2 separate regions of the Ovis aries genome follow, and region 1 is linked to region 2. The links are chromatin contacts, called in public Hi-C maps. All regions are on one chromosome and are shown on one strand. The core of a region is the stretch at or near the end of the contact, and the rest is flanking DNA. Distances in the headings are between cores, read along the strand shown. Region 1 has its middle 46 kb from the start of MCTP2. Region 2 holds the start of MCTP2 (multiple C2 and transmembrane domain containing 2).

Evidence for each region. A called contact is a pair of places that touch in the nucleus more often than the background predicts.
Region 1: a Hi-C map of blood shows a contact between it and region 2, with 5 times the contacts expected there. The contact joins the enhancer-like site here to the promoter of MCTP2 in region 2. A contact is called at or near these places in 3 of 16 Hi-C or Micro-C datasets (all in blood).

The regions. Positions count from the first base shown.
Region 1 is chr18:12,311,915-12,319,376 of ARS-UI_Ramb_v3.0, forward strand. No RefSeq gene overlaps it. Among named protein-coding and RNA genes, the nearest start is that of MCTP2, 46 kb to the left of the region's middle. Within about 2 kb of position 4,722, at least 3 of the 54 cell types and tissues checked have an H3K27ac peak or open chromatin away from gene starts, as enhancers often do.
Region 2 is chr18:12,264,402-12,271,039 of ARS-UI_Ramb_v3.0, forward strand. MCTP2 (multiple C2 and transmembrane domain containing 2) reads right to left here and starts at 5,284. Exons shown (of 22, transcript XM_060401994.1): 1 at 5,228-5,284.

The sequences.
Region 1 (7,462 bases), core at 3,472-5,971, 47 kb after region 2:
GCTGTTTTAACAAAGTACCACTGAGTGGGTGACTTAAGCAACAGAAATTAGTTTTTTCTTAGTTCTGGAGGCTGGAAGTCCAAGACCAAGCTGTGGTTTGTTTTTTTCTGAGGTTTGGTTTTTCTCTAAGACTCCTCTCCTCAGCTTGCAGGTGACTGCCTTCTCACTGCGCCAATAAGTCCTTGGTGTCTCTGTACGTGTTCACATTTCTTCTTATAAGGACCACTGCTATTGCTAAGTCACTTCAGTGTCCGACTCTGTGCGACCCCATAGCTGGCAGCCCACCATGCTCCACCATCCCTGGGATTCTCCAGGCAAGAACATTGGAGTGGGTTGAAATTTCTTTCTCCAATGCATGAAAGTGAAAAGTGAAAGTGAAGTCGTGCTCAGTCATGTCCGACTCTTCACGACCCCATGGACTGCACCCTTCCAGGCTCCTCCATCCATGGGATTTTCCAGGCAAGAGTATTGGAGTGGGGTGCCATTGCCTTCTCTGATAAGGGCCACAGTCAGATCATATTAGACTCACCCTAACTGCTTCACTTCAACTTACTTTTTAAAGGGCCAAATATACTCACATTCTGAGGTACTAGGGGTTAGAACTTCAACATATGAATAAGGGGCACAATACAGTCTATAACCATTGCACATAGCATAAGACTTTTGAGTGTGAAATACTTCCTATTCTACTTTGAATCAGTTCAGTTCAGTTCATTTCAGTTGCTCAGTTGTGTCTGACTCTTTGCGACCCCGTGAACCGCAGCACACCAGGCCTCCCTGTCCATTACCAACTCCCAGAGTCCACCCAAACCCATGTCCATTGAGTTAGTGATGCCATCCAACCATCTCATCCTCTGTTGTCCCCTTCTCCTCCCACCTTCAATCTTTCCCACATCAGGGTCTTTTCCAGTGAGTCAGTTCTTTGAATCAGGTGGCCAGAGTATTGGAGTTTCAGCTTCAGCATCAGTCATTCCAATGAATACCCAGGACTGATCTCACTTAGGATGAACTGGTTGGATCTCCTTGCAGTCCAAGGGACTCTCAAGAGTCTTCTCCAACACCACAGTTCAAAAGCATCAATTCTTCTGAGCTCAGCTTTCTTTATAGTCCAACTCTCACATCCATACATGACCACTGGAAAAACCATAGCCTTGACTAGATGGACCTTTGTTGAAAAAGTAATGTCTCTGCTTTTTAATATGCTATCTAGGTTGGTCATAACTTTTCTTCCAAGGAGTAAGCATCTTTTAATTTCATGGCTGCAGCCACCATTTGCAGTAATTTTGGAGCCCAGAAAAATAAAGTCAGCCACTGTTTCCACTGTTTCCCCATCTATTTCCCATGAAGTAATGGGACTGGATGCCATGATCTTCATTTTCTGAATGTTGAGCTTTAAGCCAACTTTTTCACTCTCCTTTTCACTTTCATCAAGAGGCTACTTTGAATAGAAAACAGTTTAATTAAAGCAAAGCAAATATGATTCGCTATCTTCCTAGGTAAAACCAAGGTTTGGTTTAAGGCTATAGAGTTATTTCAATTTGTTATTAAACATGCTTTTGTTAAAAGTGTTTATTTTGATAATAAATAGTTGGGACCACTTGTGTAGAATTTGAGTGGGGATTTAAGTTACTTACTGGGAATACAGCCATCTTTTTTATAATTTTATGTTACTTAAGCCTTCCTGAAGAAATCAGGAATAGGCTGGCTTATAATTAAAATCTTACAGTGTGATTCTTTACTGTCTGAGCCACCAGGGAAGCCCCATGGTAAAGGATATCATTTGATAGTTATACAGTGGGGCTTATTTAATATCATGTAATCTCTTCTCTGTTCTTATCCAAAGCATAGCTGAAGCATTTTTTTTTTACAGAGAGTGAAAAAGTTAGTGAAAGACAGTTGAAGGACTGTTGTAACCCTACACATGCAGGACTACTAGGCACTAAAATACTTACATGTAACATTTTGAGTCATTCCAGATACCGAAGTGTGGCAGGAAGCAGTGAAGACATGGAGCAGTGAGCTGTGGTGTAGGTAAGCCGTTAATGTTGCCTACAGTAGAAACTCAACTGGTAGGGAATCCGCCTGCAATGCAGGAGACCCCGATTGGATTCCTGGGTTGGGAAGATGAGCTGGAGAAGGGATAGGCTACACACTCCAGTATTCTTGGTCTTCCCAGGTGGCTCAGCTGGTGAGGAATCCGCCTGCAATGCGGGAGGCCTGGGTTCAATCCCTGAGTTGGGAAGATCCCCTAGAGAAGGAAATGGCAACCCTCTCCAGTATTCTGGCCTGGAGAACTCCATGGACTGTCTGGGGTTGCTAAGAGTCAGACATGACTGAGTGACTTTCACATACACACATCACAGACCTGTTGCAGAGAAAATGCCTAGAGTCATTGCCCAGAATTTCCTTCCTCATTGTATCATGTAAATATTTCAGCTAACTTCCTTATTTTTGTCTCTTTCCATCAAGATTGCATATGCATTTATAATGTTGACTGAAAAAAAAGTACAACCTAAAAGTTTGAGAATTATGTTTTATTTGTTTTATTCCTCAGACAAAACTATGGACATGAGTCTGGGACATTCTGAAGAGGTAAGCGTGGAGCCAGGATATATATGTGTGTGTATATATATATATATACATATATATACACATATATATAACCATTTTTGCAGCAAAAATCAGGTAGTCAGAACATCTTAACATGTTAATCATGAAATCATTCCTTTGGTAGCACCTCAACTATCTGGGGCCAGTATCCTGCGTTTTTCCCATTGTGAGTCTCTCTGGAGTGTGCCCTTGGGGGCGGTGCCACGGCTGACAGCGTGACACCAGACATCCTGTTTCTGCCCTGAGTTCCTTCAGGGCTCACGGTCAGGCCACTGCAATGTGATAACCTGAGGGCTGCAACGTCTTTTGTGTCCTGATATGGCGGGGGATTTTTTTTTTTTCACTGACGGTCATTATTTTGTGGTTTTCAATATATCAGAATCACCTTACTTATATTTTCCTTTGTTGTGCAGAAGCTTTTAATTTTAATTAGATCCCATTTGTTTATTTTTGCTTTTATTTCCAGAATTCTGGGAGGTGGATCATAGAGGATCCTGCTGTGATTTATGTCAGAGAGTGTTTTGCCTATGTTCTCCTCTAGGAGTTTTATAGTTTCTGGTCTTACATTTAGATCTTTAATCCATTTTGAGTTTATTTTTGTGTGTGGTGTTAGAAAGTGATCTAGTTTCATTCTTTTACAAGTGGTTGACCAGTTTTCCCAGCACCACCTGTATGCAAGACAGCAAAAGAGACACAGATGTGTAGAGCGGACTATTGGACTCAGAGCGAGAGGGAGAGGGTGGGATGATTTGGGAGAATGGCATTGAAACATGTATACTATCATGTAAGAAATGAATCGCCAGTCTATGTCCGATGCAGGATACAGCATGCTTGGGGCTGGTGCACGGGGATGACCCAGAGAGATGTTATGGGGAGGGAGGTGGGAGGGAGGTTCATGTTTGAGAACGCATGTACACCCGTGGCGGATTCATGTCAATGTATGGCAAAACCAACACAGTATTGTAAAGTAAAATACAGTAAAAATAAAAATTAAAAAATATATATCAGAATCAAATTGCTACAAAACCAAAACGAAAGGAATAGATATTAGCCAGGGGCCTTGGGACTGGAACGTGATTAAAAAGGAGAGATTTTATTGACTTGGTCTGGGGAGCAGAATACTTTCAGTTGTACGAAGATGAGTTGGTTTTAAGTAGGCAGAGGCCTTTTGCCTTTGTGTGCTTTGTTTTGCTTTTGTTTGTGAACTGCAGGTCTGCAAAGTGGTAAGGTGACGTGCGGTGGACGTGTTTCTCTTCTCTCGGCTACTCGTGGCTGTAAGAGCCTCACGTTTGGAGGGAATTTTTCACCCTGGGTGTCCTGGTAAGACACTGAGTGTGCCCCAGCTCTGAGTGCTGAAGCAGAAGACTCAAGTACGTTGAAAGTCCCGGCAGTGAGGGAGTGAGGTGATGGAGGTTTAGCCAATGAGACACCTGCCACCAGGCTTCTGAGTCACGGGACAAGAGTTGGGGGTTTCCGTTTTGAGTTGTCAGCAAGTGTGGAAGGATGACACCTGTGCTGTTAGCCTGAGTGTCCAGCGGCAGCCGCGCCAGTAGTGGCAGTCTAATCTGAGTTCATTCTGTGGTGTGAAGTCACATGTCTTTTTTGAAACCAATCTCCCTTGGCTCAATCCTTTTCTGAGCCTGGGTATCTGATCTTCCTGTGAATTTTGATAGTTACCCCCAATTCTTCCAAATACACTGCTGTTTGCATAAGTTAGCTAATTTTTTGCTGTTGGTTTTAGCAATATGTTTGGCTCATAAATTCTCCTTTAACACTTATCCTCACATCTTTCTTTCCTACTGTGGTTGTGGTTACTGTTTAGTTGCTGAGTCATCTCTGACTCTTTCGACCCCATGGACTGACGCCCTCCAGGCTCCTCTGTCCATGGGATGTCCCAGGCAAGAACAGTGGAGTAGGTTGCCATTTTCACAAGAGTCAGACACGACGGAGCAACTAAGCCTTTCACTTTCATTTTTCTGCCTCTTTGGCCTCATTCCTCTGTCATCACCACCTCCTCATCCTTCCTGTTTGCATCCAGCTCAGGAACTTCCTTATTTATTGACTTGTATATATCATCTAAAGCACCTGTTGCAAATGTGATGACTGAGGCTAACTGCAGCCATACTCCACGGCTCAGCCCAAGACTGGCTGTTCCTCTGTCTCAGCTCCATCTGAAACCCTTCTGTCTCATCAAGATGGCTCTATCTCTGGACCCAAGCTCTCATCTTTGTATTTCAGCATAGGTTCCATCCTTTCTACAAATATTCACTGTATCATTATTACTCTAATCCATCTGTACTGAAGTCTCAGAAGCACCTTTGGTGCATTCCGAAAGCCCACCAATCTTCACCTTCAACATTGCTCCCCTGCTTCTTCCTTTTCATCTCTCTATCCTTCTTCGTCTTCATTTGACATTAGGATAATTTCTAAAATAATTATATCTTTTCTTCTGATGAACTTTGCTCTAATTTTTCTTTCTCAAGGCAATAAAGATTCATGATCAAAAACATAATGACCATGATATGAATATTTAACAGTTAGGTACTCATTTACCTTAAGATAAACTCTATCCTTGTTCAAATTCTCATCATGTTATTCCGGCATGAATTACTTTGTGGGAAGCTTATTACTAAGCAGTGAGTGTGAATAGACTATCTCATTGATATTATTAGGCATTGTAGAGGGATTTTGGGGAAGATAAGGAGGCCAACATTTTGTACTATAGAGGACTTTGTTTTATTCCGAGTCAACGGATAAGATAGTCCCCCATAGCTATGAAATTGGATTTTAGAACTGGAAAGGACCTTAAAGGTTATTTAGATCAATTTCTTCAATAAGGAAGAAAAATGAAACCAAAAAAAAGGTAAAGTTATCTGTCAAAAACAGAGCTAATATTTAACTCCCCACCACTTCCCTCCCATTCCTTTATTTTTATTGTTAAAATTGTGGTTAAAAAACGCATAGCATAAAATGAACCATGTTATCTATTTTTTGTCTGCTTCACTTTTTAAATTTTTTGTTTCTGTTTATTTTTAATTGAGTAAAAGATGCTTTAAATTCTATCGTAACTTACAATTTTTAAAAGTTGCAACATAATTTATACAATCCCATAATAACCCTTCTTTTTCCCCTTCCCCCTGTTTTTTCCCTGCCCCCTTCCCTCTCCCCACGGGTAACCACTAGTTTGTTCTCTATGTCTGTGAGTCTGCTTTTTTTTGTTTTATTCACTAGTTGGTTGTATATTTTATTTCCCACATACAAGTGATATCTGCTTGATATCCTCATATCTGTCTTTCTCTGCCTGACTTATTTCACTTAGTATAATGTCCTCCAAGAGTATCCATGTTGCTGAAAATGCAAAATGTCATTCTTTTTCCATTCAGTCTGAGTAGTATTTCATTGTGTATACATATATATATATATGTATATATATATATATATATCACATTTTTTTCGCCTATTCATCTGTTGATGGACACTTAGGTTGATTCTGTACCTTGGGAATTGTAAATGCTGCTATAAACATTGAAGTACATGCATCTTTTCAAATTAGTGTTTTTTGTTTCTTTCAGATATCTACCCAGGAGTGGAATTCTTGGAACAAAGAGTAGTTCTATTTTTTATTTTTTGAGAAACCTCCATGCTGTTTTCCACATTGACTGCCCCAGTTCCCATTCTCATCAACGATGTATGAGGATTCCCTTTCCTGCACCTCCTACCAGCATTTGCTATTTGTGTTCTTTTTGATGATAGCCATTCCGACTGGTGTGAGGTGGTATCTTGTGGTTTTGATTTGCACTTTACTGACGATCAGTGTTATTGAACACCTTTTCACATGCCTGTTGTCCAGCTGCATTTCCTTTTTGGAAAAATGTCATTCAATTCTGCCCATTTTTTTGGTTGAGTTGTTTGTTTTTTGGTGTTTTTGGTATTGAGTTATGTGACCTGTTTATATTTGTTGGATATAATCCTTTATTCACCAAATCACTTGCAAATATTTCTCCTTTTTGGTAGGTTTTTTTCCTTTGCTCTGCAAAATCTGTTAAGTTTAATTAAATTCCATTTGTTTATTTATGCTTTTGTTTCCTTTACCTTCGGACATGGATCAAAAATGATACTGCTGTGATTTATGCCAAAAACCGTTCTGCTTATGGTTTCCTCTAGTTTTACAGTAGCTAGTCTTACGTTTAGGTCTTTAATCCATTTTTAGCTTATTTTTGTACATGGTGTTAGAGAATGTTCTAGTTTCACTCTTCTACATGCATCTGTCCAATTTTTCCAGCACCCCTGGGACTGAAAGGAAAAGGCTGTCTTTTCTCCATTATATTCTTGCTTCCTTTTGTTGTATACTAATTGACCATAAGTGTGTTGGTTTATTTCTGGGCTATTTCTGTTCCACTGATCTGTGTATCTGTTTTTTCTTGCCAATACCATATCATTTTGATTACTGTAGCTTTGTAGTACAGACTAAAAGTCAGGGAGACAGTGATTCTTCCAACTCTGTTCTTCTTGTTTTGGGTATTTGGGTTTTTTTTAATATTTCCACACAAATTTTAAAATTCTTTCCTCTAGTTCTGTGAAAAATGCCATTGGTATATTGATAAGGATTGCGTTAGTCTGTAGATTGCTTGGGCTTCCCAGGTGGTGCTAGTGGTAAAGACCCTGCCTGCCAGTGCAGGAGAAATGTGCTTTGGGTAATATGGTCATTTTGACAATATCGATTCTTCCCACCCAAGAACACAGTATTTCTTTCCAGGTTTGCGTCATCTTCAAGTTCTTCCATCAGTGTCCTACAGTTTGCTGAGTAGTGATCTTTTGCCTCTTTAGGTAGATTTATTCCTAGGTATTCTAT
Region 2 (6,638 bases), core at 4,034-6,533:
CGTGAATCCTGGCTGAACCGGTGTGGCCTGGGACAACACCCTTGTCTCTATGCTACAGCTTTCTCACTTTTAAATGGAGCAGTCTTCACGTCCATCTCAACAGAGGAGGGGACCTCAGGAAATAGCAACAGCAATGGCACCCCACTCCAGTACTCTTGCCTGGAAAATCCCATGGACAGAGGAGCCTGGTGGGCTGCAGTCCATGGGGTCGCTAAGAGTCGGACACGACTGAGCGACTTCACTTTGAATTTTCACTTTCATGCATTGGAGAAGGAAATGGCAACCCACTCTAGTATTCTTGCCTGGAGAATCAGGGATGGGGGAACCTGGCGGGCTGCTGTCTATGGGGTCACACAGAGTCAGACACGAATGAAGCAACTTAGCAGCAGCAGCAGCAGCAACAGAAAGGCAGATGAGAAAGAGCCCAAGGGGAAAAAAGTAAACATCAAGGTCCTACTATACGGCAAGAGGAACTGTATTCAACTTCCTATAATAAACCATAATGGGAAAGAATATGATACAGTATCATATGTATAACTGTATTATTTTGCTGTATATCAGAAACTAACAAAACACTGTAAATCAACTATATACTTCAATTTTAACAAAAGGAAGCTGTGCAGTGCTTAGCGACTCAGTCATGTCTGTCTCTTTGAGATCCTATGAACTGTAGCCTGCCAGGCTCCTCTGTCCGTGGGGATCCTCCAGGCTAGAATACTGGAGTGGGTTGCCATGCTCTCCTCCAGAGGATCTTTCCAACCCAGGAGTCAATCCCAGGTCTCCTGCACTGCAGGCAGATTCTTATCATCTGAGCCACCAGGGAAGCCCCCAACCTCGTCAAAAAAAAAAAAAAAAAAAAGAATCCAAATAAATAAATTTAAATAAATTACTGGAGTGATAATAGCTCTCAGGTGGTGGTTGTTGTTGAGTCGCTCAGTCGTGTCCAACTCTCTGCGATTGGGGGTTGCATTGATGATTAAAGGAATTAATATTTCTTATCACAATGCCTGGCATAATCTAAGTGCTCTATCAATATAACTATATTACAATAATAATATATAAACCTTAGCACTAATCTCACTCCTCTCATCTTCCCAAGGGATTCTATGCCCTACCAGTTCTCTTAAACACTAAAAGCAATGGTTTTCAAACTTTATAGCATGCGCCTGAAGCTTCTGGAAGGCTTCTTAAAACACAGACTGCTGTGCCATAAACACAGAGCTTCTGATTCAAGTGGCCTGGGATAGGGCCTGAGAACATGCATTTTTAACAAGTTCATTGCAGGTACATGGGTGCGGGTGCTGCTGGCCTGGGAACACTTGTGGAAAAATACTGACTACCGGGCTTCTCTGCATCAGTGGAGGACGGTGTGCGGGTCCAAACTTCCAGGGCTTCCAACGGCCGTCATCCCATACACTCTTCCATCTCAGCATCTCCACCCATGATTCCAAACTCAGCTCAAGCATCAGGACCTCGGAACTGGCACCAACACCATACTGTCACCAATGAAATAAGCTCCAGGAGACCAGGAGCTCCCCGGCAATCAGAACCTTAGTGCATGGGACACAGAAAACCTTCACTAAATGGCGCCAACACTCAAAGGCATACCTGGAGAACCAACTGAAGCGGAACCAATGGGAGCTTCCTCTCACAACTATTCACTGGGAAGGACGGGCCCTGAGACCACAATGAGCCCACGATCCCTCCCACACCAACCAGCAGCTTCTCTGCTCAGTGGACCATTAATTCTTTGCCTCCAACCACAACAGGTGCTCTCACACTTTGAAGGTGAGAGAGCTTCAATTTCTGGTCTCTCACTGGCATAGGCAGCACCCCCTACCCCGCCTCTGCACCAAAAGCTTCAAGCCTCTCATTAGGAGATGCTGGGTGTTCTCAGGGACAAGGGTGCAATCAGGAAGCATTTTTATGTAAGCCTTTTCTGGTAAATGGCCCCAAAAGATCTCAGTAGGAACAAGAAAGCAATCACCAGCAAATAGTTGTAATTTTTTTCCGTTCTAGGTAAGCATTCACTTTCATAGCTAATTTGGTATTATTTTTCTTAATGACGATCCCCTTACTGTCTACCTTTCAAGTATCACAAAATCTGGAACTGCCCCTTTCACATCCCATGCACACGCTTCTCCTTGGCCCTTTGGCTGTTCTGTGAATTTCTCCAAAACATCGTCCATCCTGCCCCTTCCTTACAGCATCTTAACCAAGCCAACCACACTTTTATAAACACCAGCCAGGAAGGACTTCAAATGCTTTTAAGAAGTTCAAGGTGTCTTGTCAATTTCTCTATACAAGGAAGATGAGGTGGGGGCGAAATGTGCCAAACACAATCTAGGCAGAATATTTACCTGATCCTCTCAACACAAGCAAAAAGCCTTTCTTCAACAGAAAACACTTTCTTCTACACCTAAAGATAATTTCAACATGAAACCCCTCAATTTTCTTAGGTAATTACCAGCAATTGCAAGGAAGGTTTTAAGAAGCCAAGTGCTCTCCATGTCAGAAGATAGTATTTAAAATTCTAAGTACTATTTTCATTCTCATCCTAAACAGTATAATAACTTTAATTTGAAAATCACTTGTGCGGTTTACATGCACTAAAGAAATCATCCATTGAGCTGTTATGGATCATTCACGCAAAAGGCTAAATTGGTATTTTAGGATTCTCTCCTAAATAAGCATGTTGGAGTCTCTATACTTCTAGAGAGACATTTAAGGAAAAATAGATACACCTTTTAAAATAAATATTATATACATTCAGCTATGGTTATAGATTTATACATACACACAAAGTCCTTTCTAGGTGGCAACAGTGACCTCTATTTACCTGTAAACTATGGGTAGAAATCAAGACGAAATACATTAAAGCATATGAACAATATGAAAATTAGCTGATACTTCAATATGCAATACACACAGGATATATATAAAGTTTTACTAATTTGCCCAACTTGGCTATATTGTAAAGTTGCTCAGTCGTGTCCGACTCTTTGTGACCCCATGGACTATAGCCCATCAGGCTTCTCCATCCATGGAATTTTCCAGGCATGAGTACTGGAGTAGGGTGCAATTTCCTTCTCCAGGGGGTCTTCCCAACCCAGGGGTTGAACCCGGGTTTCCCGCATTTCGGGCAGATGCTTAACCATCTGAGCCACCAGGGAGTCTCCTTAAAAATATCTTAAGGAAGACACGTAATAAATGTTCTGTTTTTTAAAATACTGTTCATCTTGTCCCAGATTGGTCTCAGTTTAAGAACCCAAAGAGAATGAAAATAATATTCATTTTATTCACAATGCCTTTCCCAGGTGACTCAGTGGCAAAGAATCCACCTGGCAAGCAGGAGACTTAGAGTTTGATCCCTCGGTTGGGAAGATCCCCTGGAAAAGGAAATGGCAACCCACTCCAGTATTCTCGCCTGGGAAATCCCACGGGCAGAGGAGCCTGGTGGGCTACAGTCCATGGAGTCGCAGAGCTGGTCACTACGTAGCAACTAAATGACAACTATAGCTCTCAAGATGTGTAAATCTGAATTCTCATTTCTATTAAATCTGCAGATTTACACTGTCTCACAGAAACTTGGAATAGTGAAAAAGCATGGATTCTGAACTAAGAAATATCCACACTCAACTCCCAGGTCCACCAGTTCCTATGAACAAATTCCTGCATCTTCCCCTGCCTTAGTTTCTCATTTATTCAGAATAACATCCCCTTGGTGAATATTAAGCAACATTTTAAGGAAAGTGACTAGCATGGTGCTTGGTATAGAGCTGACTTTTCTTGAGAGTCCTTTGGACGGTAAGGAGATCAAACAGGTCAGTCCTAAAGGAAATCAACTCTGAACATCCACTGGAAGGACTGATCCTGAAGCGCCAATACTTTGGCCACCGTATGCGAAGAGTTGACTCATTGGAAAAGATCCTGATGCTGGGAAAGGCTAAGGGCTGGAGGAGAAGGCGGCAGCAGAGGACAAGATGGCTGGATGGCATCAAAGCCTCAATGAACATGAGTTTTAGCAAACTCCAGGAGATAGTGGAGAACAGAGGAGCCTGGTGTTGCTGTCGGTAGAGTTGCAAAGAATCAGACTCAACTTCGCAACTGAACAACAAAACTAACCTTATTTTAAGTATGGTTTGGAAAATCCTTGCCACTTGGATGTGACCAGGCTAACGATAAATATCCTCTAAAGATTTTTATTTTCCCTATATTTAAAATGCTTATCACCAAAGATCAAACAGGTGCCGCAAAAACAAAAGCACAATGTGCCACTGCTATCTAAACATCCACCTGCGAGAAAGGACTGCCCCAAAATTCCCTTTTGTATCCACACCTGTGCTACCGCACAGCACACCAGCCTGTGTGCTCTCCTAGAGGTTCCCCCCTTGGCAGACGTGCACCTAACATCAGTTAAGTTGAAATGCTGCTGATCCAAGCAAAAAGTGATTGCTAATGGGAATTGTAAACCACAGACCTGTTTGTGATTTGGTGCGTCGGTGAAGCAGGTTTTCTAGAGTCCCCAGGTTCACCGCGAGGCTTTTCGGTAACTCGAAGTGTCCGATGCAGATGAAATTTCTAGAGCAGGCTCGGTAAGCACCGAGGCACGGGTAAAACCCACACATACCGCACACAAGTTGCTTCAGACGCTCTAATCCACTTCGCGGAAACTCACCCAGATTTACCCGCCATCAACGCACCATTTGCTTAACAAATGGACAGTGCGCTAGGGAACTAATTGCTGAAGCAATTGCCTCTCGAGTTCGCCACCACTACCGCCGATTTTTTTTTTTTTTAATGTTACCAGACACTCTGAAACCTATACACAATTATCAGTGGGCTCTCTGCGCAAGGAACCCAAGCGAATTCGCCGGGTTTCCACGAAGGGGGCGCATCCAATTCCGCCCAAATGAGGGACTGGCCTCTGCAGAAAGGAGTACCCAAGGAGACCAAACGTAGGTCCTTCAAAATGCGAAGAGATCCCGGGGCAGGCCCCGGTGCGCTCTCCCGCACCCCGATGCTCGGCGTACCTTTCTGACTCCTGAACCGGCAGCTCCACTGGCTTCCCTTCCCGGCCGCTCAGGATCCCGGGTTCTGTTGGCAGCGGACACCTCTGCCCTCCTCGCAAGAGCAAGGAGCAGCCCGGGTGCCCCGCTGGCCCGCGCGGCTTCCCGTCAGAGGCCGCGTCCCGGGAGCTGCAGAAAGGCTGGCGCGAGCCCCTTACCTGCGCGGACCCCGCCTTCGGGGCTGCTGCCGCCGCCACTCGCGAGCTCCGAGAGCCGCCGGGACGCGGCGGGCCCGGGCATCGCGGAGGGCAGCGCGACTTCCTCGGCCCCGCCTCCCGCCGGCCCCGCCTCCGCGCCCCGCCCCCGCCGGCCCCGCCGGCCCCGCCTCCGGAGCTGGGAGGCGGCCGCGCACCGCCCTGGAGCCCGGGTCCCGGCGTCTCCGCGCCAGGAGCCGGGCGGAGGGGCGCCGCGGGCTGCGGGGAGGAAGCTCCGCCGCTGGCTTCTGGCTCGGTGAAGAGGAAGCGGTTACGTTTATCTCCTTCGTCTGAGTTGATGCACAGGAAAAAGATGTGTCCAAAAAGTCTGGCTAAGGGAGTTGAGATTCCTCGCGTTGTAGTGCAGGGTAAGAACAAAGTGTGGGCCAGTGTGGCTGGCAAACGTCTAATTGCTTAATCGCTTGTCTCGCTGACGCGCACACCGTTTCTCTCCCTAAATGGCTCAGACGGTAAAGAATCCGCCTGCAATGCAGGAGACCTGGGTTAGATCCCTGGGTTGGGAAGATCCCCCGGAGGAGGGCTTGGCAACCCTCTCCAGTATCTTTGCCTGGAGAATCGCATGGACAGAAGAGTCTGGTGGGCTACAGTCCGTAGGGTCGCAGAGAGTCGGACACAACTGAGCGACTAAGCAGCAGCGGCAAAGGTTCAGTGCGAGGGGAGCCGCCTCCATTTTTACGACGCAGACCCTAAGAGGTGCTGGAGGCCAGCGTCCCATGAAACCCGTGCCACGTGCGCGCGATTGATGGTGGAAATCGGCCAACCAAACACACGGAACTCCCGTTTCTCATCTTTAAAGAGGTGACATTCTCGAGCTGCTGGAACACTCAAGAGTCTCTTAAAGATCCCTAAGTGCGATGACTGACACTAAGACTTTCAGTAAACATTTGCTTTTGTTCCTTACCCGTGAGTTTTTTCTACTTCTTCCTTTTTCTTTTCCTCCTGCTCTAATCTTGCACTGTGTTTACTCTTTATCTCTGCCCTGTCACTTTCTCTCCTTATTAAACCTTCATCTACTGGGCTCCGAGTCTGTGCCCTGCAAGGCGCTGGGTGCTTAGCAGATGCTCTGTAAGATTCCTGCCCGCTGGGAGGTCGGGAATTCACAACACACCCCACCACCCACAGGAAAATAGCTTTGAAATTAGATACAAGAGAGTTAAACACGCTAAACTGGTTGTCAGACCGACCTGGCATTTATTAGGTTGTTGTGGATCTGTGAGCTGGTGAGGAGTGTAATTGATGTAATTGGTGGCTTAGAAGAGCTCCACTGAGGCTGAAGTCAGAATGACCTCACATCCAATCCTGGCTTGGCAACTGGCTGTGTAAGCAGTAACTTCACTTAAAGTCTGAAATTCAA